4 separate regions of the Mus musculus genome follow, and all the other regions are linked to region 3. Evidence: chromatin contacts called from public ChIA-PET, Hi-C and HiChIP or PLAC-seq data. All regions are on one chromosome and are shown on one strand. The core of a region is the stretch at or near the end of the contact, and the rest is flanking DNA. Distances in the headings are between cores, read along the strand shown.

Evidence for each region. HiChIP or PLAC-seq counts read pairs in DNA pulled down with a chosen protein or histone mark. A called contact is a pair of places that touch in the nucleus more often than the background predicts. ChIA-PET counts read pairs in DNA pulled down with a chosen protein or histone mark.
Region 1: a CTCF HiChIP or PLAC-seq map of the NIH/3T3 cell line shows a contact between it and region 3, with 5 read pairs. The contact joins the enhancer-like site here to the promoter of Ttc27 in region 3. A contact is called at or near these places in 1 of 15 datasets of contacts at CTCF or cohesin (the NIH/3T3 cell line), 1 of 484 Hi-C or Micro-C datasets (nephron progenitors), 1 of 115 datasets of contacts at active chromatin or transcription factors (embryonic fibroblasts) and 1 of 9 other capture datasets (embryonic stem cells).
Region 2: a contact with region 3 is called in a Hi-C map of uterus, with 2.0 times the contacts expected there. The contact joins the enhancer-like site here to the promoter of Ttc27 in region 3. A contact is called at or near these places in 2 of 39 promoter capture datasets (both in embryonic stem cells), 7 of 484 Hi-C or Micro-C datasets (embryonic fibroblasts, embryonic stem cells, muscle stem cells and 2 more), 1 of 115 datasets of contacts at active chromatin or transcription factors (embryonic stem cells) and 2 of 9 other capture datasets (embryonic stem cells and embryonic tail).
Region 4: a contact with region 3 is called in an RNA polymerase II ChIA-PET map of memory CD8 T cells, with 12 read pairs. The contact joins the promoter of Memo1 here to the promoter of Ttc27 in region 3. A contact is called at or near these places in 1 of 115 datasets of contacts at active chromatin or transcription factors (memory CD8 T cells) and 2 of 9 other capture datasets (adipose tissue and liver).

What each region holds. Positions count from the first base shown.
Region 1 is chr17:75,054,410-75,057,282 of GRCm38.p6, reverse strand. All of the region lies in intron 2 of Ltbp1 (latent transforming growth factor beta binding protein 1), which reads right to left. Among named protein-coding and RNA genes, the nearest start is that of Ltbp1, 50 kb to the right of the region's middle. Within about 2 kb of position 1,517, at least 45 of the 459 cell types and tissues checked have an H3K27ac peak or open chromatin away from gene starts, as enhancers often do. A contact at or near this core is called in the NIH/3T3 cell line and embryonic fibroblasts, where this site is marked.
Region 2 is chr17:75,071,091-75,073,790 of GRCm38.p6, reverse strand. The region is part of intron 3 of Ltbp1 (latent transforming growth factor beta binding protein 1); the gene reads right to left. Among named protein-coding and RNA genes, the nearest start is that of Ltbp1, 67 kb to the right of the region's middle. Within about 2 kb of position 1,345, at least 16 of the 459 cell types and tissues checked have an H3K27ac peak or open chromatin away from gene starts, as enhancers often do. A contact at or near this core is called in muscle stem cells and uterus, where this site is marked.
Region 3 is chr17:74,716,391-74,719,431 of GRCm38.p6, reverse strand. Ttc27 (tetratricopeptide repeat domain 27) reads right to left here and starts at 1,682. Exons shown (of 20, transcript NM_152817.4): 1 at 1,421-1,682; 2 at 621-798. The coding sequence starts at 1,520.
Region 4 is chr17:74,293,602-74,296,459 of GRCm38.p6, reverse strand. Memo1 (mediator of cell motility 1) reads left to right here and starts at 1,597. Exons shown (of 9, transcript NM_133771.2): 1 at 1,597-1,768. The coding sequence starts at 1,708.

The DNA of each region.
Region 1 (2,873 bases), core at 268-2,767, 340 kb before region 3:
GCAAAATAAAGTCATGATAATAAAGTGGGGTCTGTTGCAGCTGGCAGAAATTGCCACCAAGACAAAATGAACTTGAGGCTTGCAGAATGTCACCATTTCAAGATCTGGGCGAACAGGGTGGGTTGCAAAAGTCCCTCTATCCTCACATCCCAGGCTGGCCTTGCAAAAGCACATTTGTCATTTGAATCCGTCAAAACTGGATCAATGCTCCATTTTGGGCCCAAATGGTAAACAGTTTCAAATTTCTCTCCGCTGGCAGCTACTCTGGGGTTGACAAAGATAATCCTAAAGTTCTCTCAAAGTTCAGTGACTTTATTTTTAGGAAGTGACCCATGGCCTGAAGCCCCGCCTCCTTTGCTTTTCATCTAAAAGCATAGCCCTTAGTTATATTTAAAGCCTGCCCCAGCCCACACAGCTCACTGTGACTCCCTGCCCCGTGCCTTTCTCTCCAAACAAGTTGCAGCATGTCTGCCACATATGTCCTGGGTGGAAATGTGAGCTGAGCTGTGTCTTCGATGATCTAAGGCAGCAGGTGAGAAGTTGCCCCCTGTGTGGCTTCAGGGCTCTGCCCAGCTGCCCTTTGAAGTTATTCAACACGAAGGAATATCAGAACACGAGAATCGTACGGTGAGTTCACAAGTTGACGACTGAGCTAACTTCTCCTGTACCAAACCCAAATAAATAATGTGATTTCCTTGTAAACAGCTCTGAGTCAGCATACTCCTCAATCCCTAAAGAGAAAAAGACTAGCATCATAACCTCCCAATGACTGACGTAGCCAGTCATAATGAATTCCACATAACTGAATCTTCTAGAAAGATGAATTTCACATTTCAACAAGCACCGAGTCGACTTTATAGAGTTTTCATCGATGTGGAAACCCACTCGAAATACATGAGATTGTGTCCGTGTGTATCACACAGTGTCAGTAGTAGGTCTGCTGGCCTCATCCCCACCTCTCTCTCTGAATCAGACTGGCACATCTCACAGCCTTTCTTGACGTTGAATACCCAACCACACGATTTGCCGTGCAAAGCGACAATTTCACCAAGTAGGTGGCTGAGTAAGTTGCCAGGAATGCAAGTACCCAAGGCCACATGCAGGATCAGAGGTCTCCAAAGCAGAGTTGCTCAGGGCCTCATTCTGGGGTTTGAGGCCTTCGTGTCACTCAGCCTCCCAGTGCTGTGAGCTCTACCCTGAGCTTAGCAGGAACGGAGATTCCATAGGATTTACTCTAACATGGGTAGTTAGCTAACATGGGTAGTTAGCTAACATGGGTAGTTATTTAACATGGGTAGTTAGCTGGGATGAATTTGTCTCTTCTGATGCTACCAATAACTGTCAGGCCAATGAGCTCCAGGGGTCTGGCTTCTGGGTCATCCCCACTCCATTCCCAGAACTGAAATTACAGACCTGGGCCACTGTGCCCAGCTTCTCCACGGATGCTGGGAATCCAAACTTAGCTCCTCATGCTTGCCCAGCAAGGCACTTTACTGATGAGCCATCTCTGCCATCCTGGCAGATGCATTTAGAGAGTGCCTTGGCAGCATGTTTCAGGGATTTCATACCCTCATTTCTAGGCATGTGCCCTAACAATGTAAAAGAAAAATTACTGTGCCCAGACATATGTTCTGCTATCCTCAGCAGGGTTATTCACACCAACAAAAAACTTCACAGGAATCATAAAAGGTTGACCAAATAGGGTTAGTGTAGAGCCACTGAAAATCAAAACTATAAAATGATACACGTTTCTAGAGTGTTCAGAGATTCTAGCATGAGTTAGAATGGTGAAATTTCGCTACTGACTCAGCCACTTCTCAAATACCTCAGAGTTAAACTCATTGCCCAGAGGGACTCTCTGAGTCCTCCCTCACTCAACGAGCATGCTTTGTACAGATGAGCACTTCTAAAACACCACGGCTCTAAAATCCCAAACTGTTAAAGTACCAACATGATAGATACCATAAGGAGAACAGTACATCTGATGCCATATGCTAGCTCAAACCGGAGATACATGAAAAATATCATACAGTACAACTTCCAGGCAATGTATGTAATATATACATCAGGCTTAAGTAAATTCCAACCCAGAAGATACTTCATTCTGTATATGCAGATATAACAAAATCCAGGAGAGAAAAATCCAAATGCAAGCATTTTTGGATCAGGATTGTTTATCCTGAACGTCAACTAGCCAAAAGCCTTCTTTGGGGTCCACTTTTGTGACAAAGGGATGAGTGTCAGTTAGTGACAGGAGCTGAGCTTCAGGCACAGGTGCCTGATTCTAGTAAGGTACAGTGCCAACCTGAAACCCATTCAACTGTACTGTCCAGAAATGTCACCTGCTCTCACGGAGGGCGGGAGTTCTCAATGTGCGAGCTCTGGGGACTGCCGGGTTTGTGAGAATTCTTTGATCAATGAAACAAAGATTAAACCCATCTAAGGTTTTTACTGTTCACATTAGCAGAATAAATTCACTTTGTGCTTTCATGGTAGTAAAATGCCAGGAGGTAGCTGGTAAATGCACATACCTGGCAAATTTGAAGTTCAGCTATGATGTGCACAGAAATCATTTTAGATGATGTCTAATGAAAAGGCAACATGTTTTAATAATCTTTAAGTTTGTTCTAATGTCATACGATCTGCATTCATTGTCTGAACATTGAGCCCCTCTTAAATTCTAGCTTTGAGCCACAAACTTTGGGTAAAAAAGATGAAGGATTATTTTGCAGAAAATCAGAGACTAAGATGTAATTTTTTAAATCAGTACATGGATCTGGAAACTAAGTGATTAAGAGTGCTTGCGGCTCTTGCAGAGGACCCTCACAGAGGCAGCTCACAATTGTCTGCCATTCCAGTTCAGGGGATCCAAG
Region 2 (2,700 bases), core at 96-2,595, 350 kb before region 3:
ACCGGTGCTCCTGTGTGAATTATTACACAGCTCGTGCACACTACCACCTGTTCACATAAAAATCAAAGACAGATCGGGGCATGGACCTACAACCTAGCAGTGGCTGATCTGGGGCCACCCTGACAGTTTACATCTGAATAACATCTATAGGGCGCAAGTGTGACAGTGACCTCAGTTATCCTGCAGAATTATGAAGTAGATAAGAATTTAAAGAAAGCTGGGGTTGGGGTGGGGGATAGATCAACCGGAAAAATGCTAGGCTTGCAAGCACAAGAACCTGTATTTGATCCCCGAAGAACACACATTTCTTCTTCTTCATCATCATCATTATCATCATCATCATCATCATCATCTGGATACGGTGACACTCTTTTAATTCCAGCCCTGGGGTGGCAGAAACAGAGAATTCCTGGGGTGCAGTGTGACCAGCCATCCTAGACTACTTATTGAGTTCAGCCCAGTGAAAGGCCCTGTTTATACACGCACACGCACATGTACACGCCTATGGTTCTAACACAGTGCAGCTTCCCCGGGCACATAAAGTGTCCAGACAGCAAGGAAAATTGTGGCATTCTCCTACCAGAAACTTTCTTGGGTTTTGTTTTATTAATTGATCTATTACAATTTTTTTTTCTCCAGAATGTAACAAAAATTATCACCTCGTAGCTGATCCTGAGCTACTATACCTCCACCCACTGGATTTAGTGGTTCAGATTTCAGACACCATATACCTTACAGATGACGCTTTGCTGTGATCTCCACCCCCACCCCCACCCCCCGGCACACAACACAAAGCTATCCTTTTAGACGTCTCATCAGCACTAACATTTTCCTGATGACCCTATAGCCCATCTTTGTCTGATATTTATTTGCAGTGTGTTTGAATCATGACAGAAGTATAACCCAGTTGTTGAGAATAACTAATGAGTTTCTTATTTTTTTATACACTATAATTTCTCTTCCCTTTGCTTTCGTTGTGGGTTGTTTTTTTAATGTGTTTGTTTCTCTACTTGACGGGCACTGTTTTATCAAAATGTCACTCAGTAATCTGTTTTTTCACCAGGCCTTGAACAACAGACTGCCATTACTCTTATCAGATCACATCCTTACTGTGGCCTCTTTTACTGTTGCTGTGTTAAAATTCTCCAACCAAAGTAACTCCAGGGAGTTGTTTTGGTGAGTTCATCTTGGCAGGGAAGGAGAAGGCCCAGAGCTTGAAGCAGTTCGTCACAACACATCTACCGTCAGGACCAGAGAGTAATAATTGCCTGCTACTTCTCAGGTCCCATTCTCCGTTTATACAGACCAGGGTCCCAGCCAGAGATCAGTACCCCTCACAGATGGTGGGTCTTCCCACCTCTACCAGGCACTCAAGGTAAACCACACAGACATGCCCCTGGCCTGTTTCCCAAGTAATTCTACACCCCTCCCAGCTAACAACTAGCTCCAACCACATCACTTTTAAATATATGCCCAAGTCCCTCGCCTTCCTCCCTTCCAGCAGTGCTCCCTAACTTCAGAAGTGCTCCCTTCTTTCGGCAATGCTCCCTACATTTCAGCAGTGCTCCCTTCAACTGCTTGTAAATATGAACTTAATTACCCACTTCTAAGCAGTAAGAGTTTGTGGCATTAAACACTACTGACTACAAAGTTTCTCTGGCTTTCCCTCTGCCCTCCTGGTCTGAGGTCACTCAGAAGTCAGCAGCAGCCATATTGGAGGGCACTGGATACCTCTGTGGAGATCCTGTGTTGGAGTGGAGGCTTCCTATCAGCAACCTTGGCATTGAGTCTTCCTGGCAGTAGAGACCTCAGTATCAGCCAAGCTTTCAGGCGATGGCCACCCCTACTCACCACCTGTCTGCCACATCGGGAGAGACCTAGCCAGAGCTCACAGCTTTAGGCCTACAGAATTCCTGACACATACAATGTCCATCAAGATATGGTTGTTGAACCAGGCTGCTGAGTTACAAAAGATAACTGACACACCAGGCCCTGGAACCATTGCCTGTCTGGAAATGCCCTTCTCAGTTCTGCATGCCCAGGTTCGCTGCCCTTCCCAAGTTCACAGACTGCCTTCTCCAGAGAGCACTCCAGGATTCCACCTTCTCAACATGCCAACAGCTGGAAATAACTGCTTCTCCCTTCAAGTCTCTGAGGAGCTTGGTGGGTATCCTATGAATTCAATGTCAAATTCCCTAAAACCAACTCAGTCAAAGGTAAAAACAAACTGTGCAACAACCCTCTGCCTAATCTAATCTAATAACACACCTGCTCCCACAGGGCCCCCTGCCCATGTCATCTAAACAAAGCAGTTTTATCAAACTAAGCTGTTCTTCAACCTCTCCAGGCACACTCTAGCCTCAAAGCCTCCCCCCAGCCCCTTGTATTAATATTTACAAGGCTCCTGCCCTCTCCTCCCACAGGCCTTTGTTTAACCATCACCCCTAGGGCTTTGTCTAATAACCAACCACCCACACGCACCTCAAACCCTCCCAGCTTTCCCCGGACACTATCTGCAGTTCTATTTTCTCTTTAGCACTAACCACAGCCAACAGATATTGAGCAGCACTGTGCATTTGTCCTCTGCCCTCTGCAGACTGTGAGCTCCCAAAAAAGAGTACATTTGTTCAGGTGCCACCCTTGCTGTAAGGATAAAGTCTCCCTATACAGCTGAACTAAATGAAAACTGTCTGAACCCAT
Region 3 (3,041 bases), core at 433-2,932:
TCTCTTGAGACTTCGAGGCTAGCCTGATCTACAGAGTGAGTTCTAGGCCAAAGCTACATAGCGAGACCCTATCTCAAAACAAAAAAAGCAAACAAACAAAAACCAACAAGCAACATAAAAGGAAAAAGCTGATGGCTAACACTTATCAGACCTTCACACTGGGATGATTAGCAGTGACCACCAAGGATGTGTCCTTCTAATACAAAACTCATTTAATCCTGCACCACTCTCCTTTTCCATTCTAGATCTTCTGGGCCAGAGACCTTACAGAGATTGCTTGAGACCAGTTATTTCAACAACTACTAAATACCAGGGCCTCACAGTGTCAAGGTGCTATAAAAGTTGATATTAGCCTATTCATTTATTCATTTATTTATTTGATTACATGAGTGTTTTGCCCAGGTGCATACATATATACTACACATGTACCTAGTGTCCATGGGTTAGAAGAGAGTGTTGGATATCCTAGAACTGGAGTTGTACAGTTGTGAGCCACCAAGTGGATGCTGGGAATTGAACTTGAGTCCTCTGAAATAGCAGTAAGTGCTCTTAACCACGAAGTCACCTCTCCAGCCCCCACCTAGTACGTTTCTCTGTGGAAATTTCAAATAAAATACTACCTTTCAATTTCTTCCAAATCTGTAGAGCAATCCAGGAAATTCACTATCTGCTTCTCCAGGTAGCTGTCAATCTTTTCTTCAGCCATCATTGTTGAATTTAAAATAGTTTGTGTCGTTGAATGGAAGAACAAAGCCTCATAGCTCCCTTCTAACAGCAATTCTAAGAAAACTCCAATATCTGTAATATTAAAAATGAGTCCAGTAAGGCAACAGAATTTCTTAAGTATAAATGATAATCCATTACATAGATACTTTAAGATGCAAAAGATATAAACAGCATACTGGCTGTATACTTTTATTCTACCAACAAATATCATGTCTCCTAGAAGTACAAAACCTACAATGACAGCAAACAATGACAATGATTGATGATGACGATGATGATGATAGGCATACTACCCTTCTTCAGGAAATTCACAAAGATTCCAATTGACACCGGAAAGTTGTCCTTCCTATCGTCAATATTCTCACACACACACACACACACACACACACACACACCGGCCCCAGGAAGCCAATCCAAACACATCTGTTCTCTCATGATTCCCTCACATTTCCCCCAGGCACATGTTGGTCTCAACATTTTTACAACACTGACTTTTTCCTGCTGAACTCTCTTTCACTTGTCAGTTCTACATTAAAAAAAACTCATCTCGTCTCTTTCGGAAACTTCTGTCACATGAGCAGATCGCAGACCATCAAGCGAAACTCCCTCACTCTTGACACCTCCTATGTACCCAGGGCTGGCATCCTTTGTCCTCACAGCTCTGGCACTAACCTAAAGTGCGCAGCGCTCTCACCTGAACCACAGATGCCCTCCTGCTTCCAAACCAGCCGCTCCGCCTCCGTGGAGAAGCCCCTCAGAAGCGCCAGCTCCGGCGTCCACATCATTCCCGGCATCGCTGCACCCGATACAGTGTCCCACTAAGGAGGAGAAAAACGAGAGGAGGAGGGTCCAAAGTCGCCGGCGTCTTGTTACGACGGATAGCGCTCACAAACTTAGACTCCCATGTGAGATTATACATGCATGGAGGCAGCCATGACAGCAACGCAGAGCATCATGGGAAAACAAACCCACGCTGGAGCAGCTTCCTTCTAGACGACCAATCGGAGACTCGGTTGTGAGCATGCGCAGACTGAGTAGTGGAAAAGAGTTGGGTGGGTCGGTCAGCCGGTCGCAGTAACCGGGAGTTGTTGCTAGTGGAGACAGTTGAACGCAATCCTGCTTTGGAACATGCGACTACCTGAGGCAAAGTTAAGTCCTTGGAGGTTAATAACTCGAGCCTTTTCTCCCCAACAGACGGAGCGCAGGCTGTAGAAGTTACTTCTAATGGAGCCCTTGAGCCCCAGGCTAGAACGAACTTCCTCGGCATAGGCTATAATTTGGATGATTCAAAGTGCAAGAAAACCAAACTCGAAGTGTAATCTTAGCACGGAGGAGGATGATGCAGGATAGTTGCAACTTAAAGGCCAGCCTGAGCTTCGCCCTTAGTTCCAAGCTAGCCACCTGGAGAAATGGCTCAACAGAGGACAAAGTTCTATTCCCAGCACCCACAAGGTGGTTCATAATGGCCTGTAACTCCAGAACATCGGTTACCGTCCTCTAGCCTCCCAGGCACAAGACCCATAAATGGTACACAAACATAGCTGCAAGCAAAAAATACTCATAAAATAAAGGCGGCGGTGGTACATGTCTTTAATCCCAGCACTCTGGAGCAAAGGCAGGTGGATCCTTGAGTTCAAGGACAGCCTGGTATACAGAGCTAGTTCCAGGACACCCAAGGCGACAGAGAGAGACCTTGTCTCAGAAAACAAAAACAAAAACAAACTAGAAAAAAAAAAGAATAATTTCTTTAAAAGGGGAGAAAGGTCTGGTTTTGATACTGTCATCACATAAACCTGGCAAGAGCCTGGAAGTTTCTGCAATTCAGTCGATAGAACCCAGAACACTTTGCTGACGTGGAAAAAAACCTGCAAGGAAATATATCCTCCCACAAGTGTGGCAGCTGCTGAGCAGAGAGTTGGCTGTTTGCCTCTTTTTTTTTTTTTTTTAAGAGAATAAATGTTTTCTTTCTCACTCTGCTTCACTGTAGAAAAACAGCCTGTGCAGCCCAAGGTAAAATTAAGACAGTACTAAGGACTGTCCTTCACCTGACATTATACAACACTCCCCTGTGCTCCTGGGCATTTCTAGTGAGAAGGAGGTCTTTTGATCAAGACCCTGGAATAGAGTGGGTGAGTTACAATATTATATGACACAACATTGTTACCTGAAATAAGGAATCCATATAGTCACTGATTTTTTGGTAGGGTCTCACCAAGTAACTTCTGCTGACCTGGGACGTGCTATGTAGACCAGGCTGGACTTACACTTAGAGCTCTGCCTGTTGGGAGTGCTGGAGTGCTGAAGCACTGAAATTG
Region 4 (2,858 bases), core at 348-2,847, 420 kb after region 3:
CAACACAAACTCTTGGGAGAAAGCGGCAATTTACCTTTTTCTTGCCATTGAAATTAACTGTAGAGCTTTTCTCATAACACTTGAGAACTTGGCAAAAACCCCAACCAAACAAAAAGTATACTGTTACAGCATTAAGGAACGCCGAACTTGGTTAGGCAGCTAGACATCTACTTTGGACTTCTCCAGGATCTAGTTTAATGTGAAACTAAGATATACCCGGTGTATGATTTCTTTCCCAAATACTTTCTGGGAGTTGGGGAACTGTTACACTTCCTGGGTTTTGGAATCCAGCACTTCAAAGCCAAACAAACCACTTCCTTTGTGATTCTACCCAACTGGTAAAGGAATTCTTTTGCTGCGTGGAATACTTACGTGGAATACTGGGATTTTATAAGTGAAGGGTGACATTTGTAGTATTCCTTACCCCGTCTGGTTCCTCATACGCATTAACTCATAATCCTTGGTACCCCTCCCTCACGAACGTCACCCCCATTTAACACAGTAGGAAATAACTGAGACAATCTTTGCCACATTGCAGTTATACCTAAAATACAATTAGTAAATTTAACTGTGTCGAAGACATTAGGTCGTAAGGGGCGAGCCTGGGAAGCGAAGGTTACATTTTGACAGGGTCGGTCCTCCACCCCCCCATATTCTCCCATCCCAGTACGCCTCGCAGCGCGATGTCTCTGCCAGCGAAACTTCGCGGCGTGGCCCCAGACTTGCATTCCTGGGCGATACCCCGAGGGTGGGAACCCCACCAAGGACGCCGGGGAAGGGGGAACCCCGACGGGACTCGGCAGGCAGCGATCGCGTGTGTGTTGTGTGTGCTGAGCCAGCGGCGCACGGGGACAAGCCAGGCGGCTGGGGGGGGGGGGGGGGGAAGGGGCTCACCCCGCCTCGCGGCTGCGTCCTGCGCCCCGCGCCCTGCCCCCAGCCTCTGCTGGCGCTAAACCCCGGAGAGCGGAGCGTGCACGCTGAGCCTCCTCGGCGGGCCCGGCCGCGGCGCTGGGCATGCTCAGTGGGCCGGCCCCGGTAGAGCGGCGAGTAAGGACGCGTGGGCTCCCCAGGCTCTGCCTTTCCCGGGTTCAGGCCCCGGCCCCGGGCTGTGTGTGTGTGTGTTGGGGGGGAGGTGGCACCGATCGCCGCCGCCCTCCGGCTCGCGGCCTCCCGACCCGGGATGGCGCGGGGCCGGTCCCGCTTCCGCCGTTGAGCGCGCGGCACGGCGGGCGGAGGCGCGGGGCGGGGCGGGGCCGGCGGGCGCGCGGCGGGAGGGAGGCCTCGGTGGTGGGGGCGGGGCGGGGCGGGGCGGTGGGGAAGGGCGCGGAGTCACGGGGGTGGGGTCAGCGGGAGGCTCGGCAGGCCGCGCGCGGCGTGGCCGGGGGGCGGCTCGCGGAAGCAGCTCGGGCAGGGGTAGGGGCGGCGGCGGCGGCGGCGACTCCGCGGCCGCGCGGCTAGGGTAAAGCCGCCGTGGGCCCCATCTTCCGGCGGCCGGCGGAGTTTGTGGTGATTGTTGCCGCCCTCCGCCCTGGCTGCCATCTCCTCCTCTTCCTCCTCCTCCTCCTCCTCCTCCTGGGCCGGGCTGGTCCCCTCCCCGCGGCCGCCTCCTCCTGGGCTGGGCCCGCGGCGTCTCGTCCCCTCGCGGAGCCGCCGCCGCCGCCGCCTCCTCATTCATCCTCGTGCACCATAGGCGGCACAGGCACCAAGATGTCCAACCGAGTGGTCTGCCGGGAAGCCAGCCACGCCGGGAGCTGGTACACCGCCTCAGGTAAGGGCGCCAGGCCGCCGGGGTGGTCGAGCTGGGCAGCCGGGGCCCGGCGGGCGGGGACTCGGGCGGCGGGCGGAGGGCGCTGACCGCGTGCCGAGGGATCGGGGCCGGGCCGCGCCGCCTCCCCCACCCGGCGCTCGGGCAGGCGGCCTGGCGCCCGCGGAGTTGGGCGAGGAGTTGCCGGCCGGCCCCGGCCAGGGCGAGCGCGGGCTCCGCGGCTCCGCGGACGGCCTCTGCGGTGGGGAAGGACGAGTTGGCGCGGTCCTCGTTGCCAGAGGCTGGCCGAGGGGACCGCAGTTTTTGCTCCCACCCTTGGGGCACCCAGCGCCCCTGGAAGGAGTGACAGGCAGTACTTTTTCTACCCTATCTCTCGTGTTGCTACTCTTGGTCTCTCTCGCTTGGAAGATCTGTCAGACCTGGGCCTCTCGGGGGGATTTGTCGCTTTGTACGTGGAGATTCGGGCAGAGCTGCTGCCAGGCAGGGGCTCTGGGTGGCCTCCAAGGTCTTTTGTCAGTGTTTGCATTGTTACTGTCATTTAGGGGCAGCTGGAGATGGCATCAGCACTTTTCCTGAGCAACCTCTTTGGTATCCTGTGTTCAGCACCGAGCCGGGGCTGGACGACCTGCCTAGTTTAGCTTACGTTTTGAGAGAATTTTGTCTGCACTGTCTTCAAAAAACCATGTGTAGTTCTTTGGGTGAGAAAGGGTAGGGCCGTTTCCCTCCAGTACAACTCTCTTCACAAGGATTGTTTTCTGAGATTATTTTCAGGGGTCACATTTCTGCTTTGGTAACAAAGAAAAGTTCCTCCGTGATTCCTGTTGGTCTCTAGGCCATCTGTGCTTCTCAGCAACTGGCCCTAACCATATTTCCCTTTGCAAGTACTAGGGTTGGATAGTGACATGATTCTTTTGGGAAAACGGAAAATCTGGAAGGCAGTTTTTTTTTTTTCCCTGAGATTGTTCAACCAGCTGCAGAAGTACATGCATCTTGTTGGTCCACAGCGGATTTGCCCTGCTAAGACACAAAAGAATGACATGGTTGGGTTTGGAACTACTGCTAACAGGTGGCTGTAGTTTTTGCGTTAGATAAG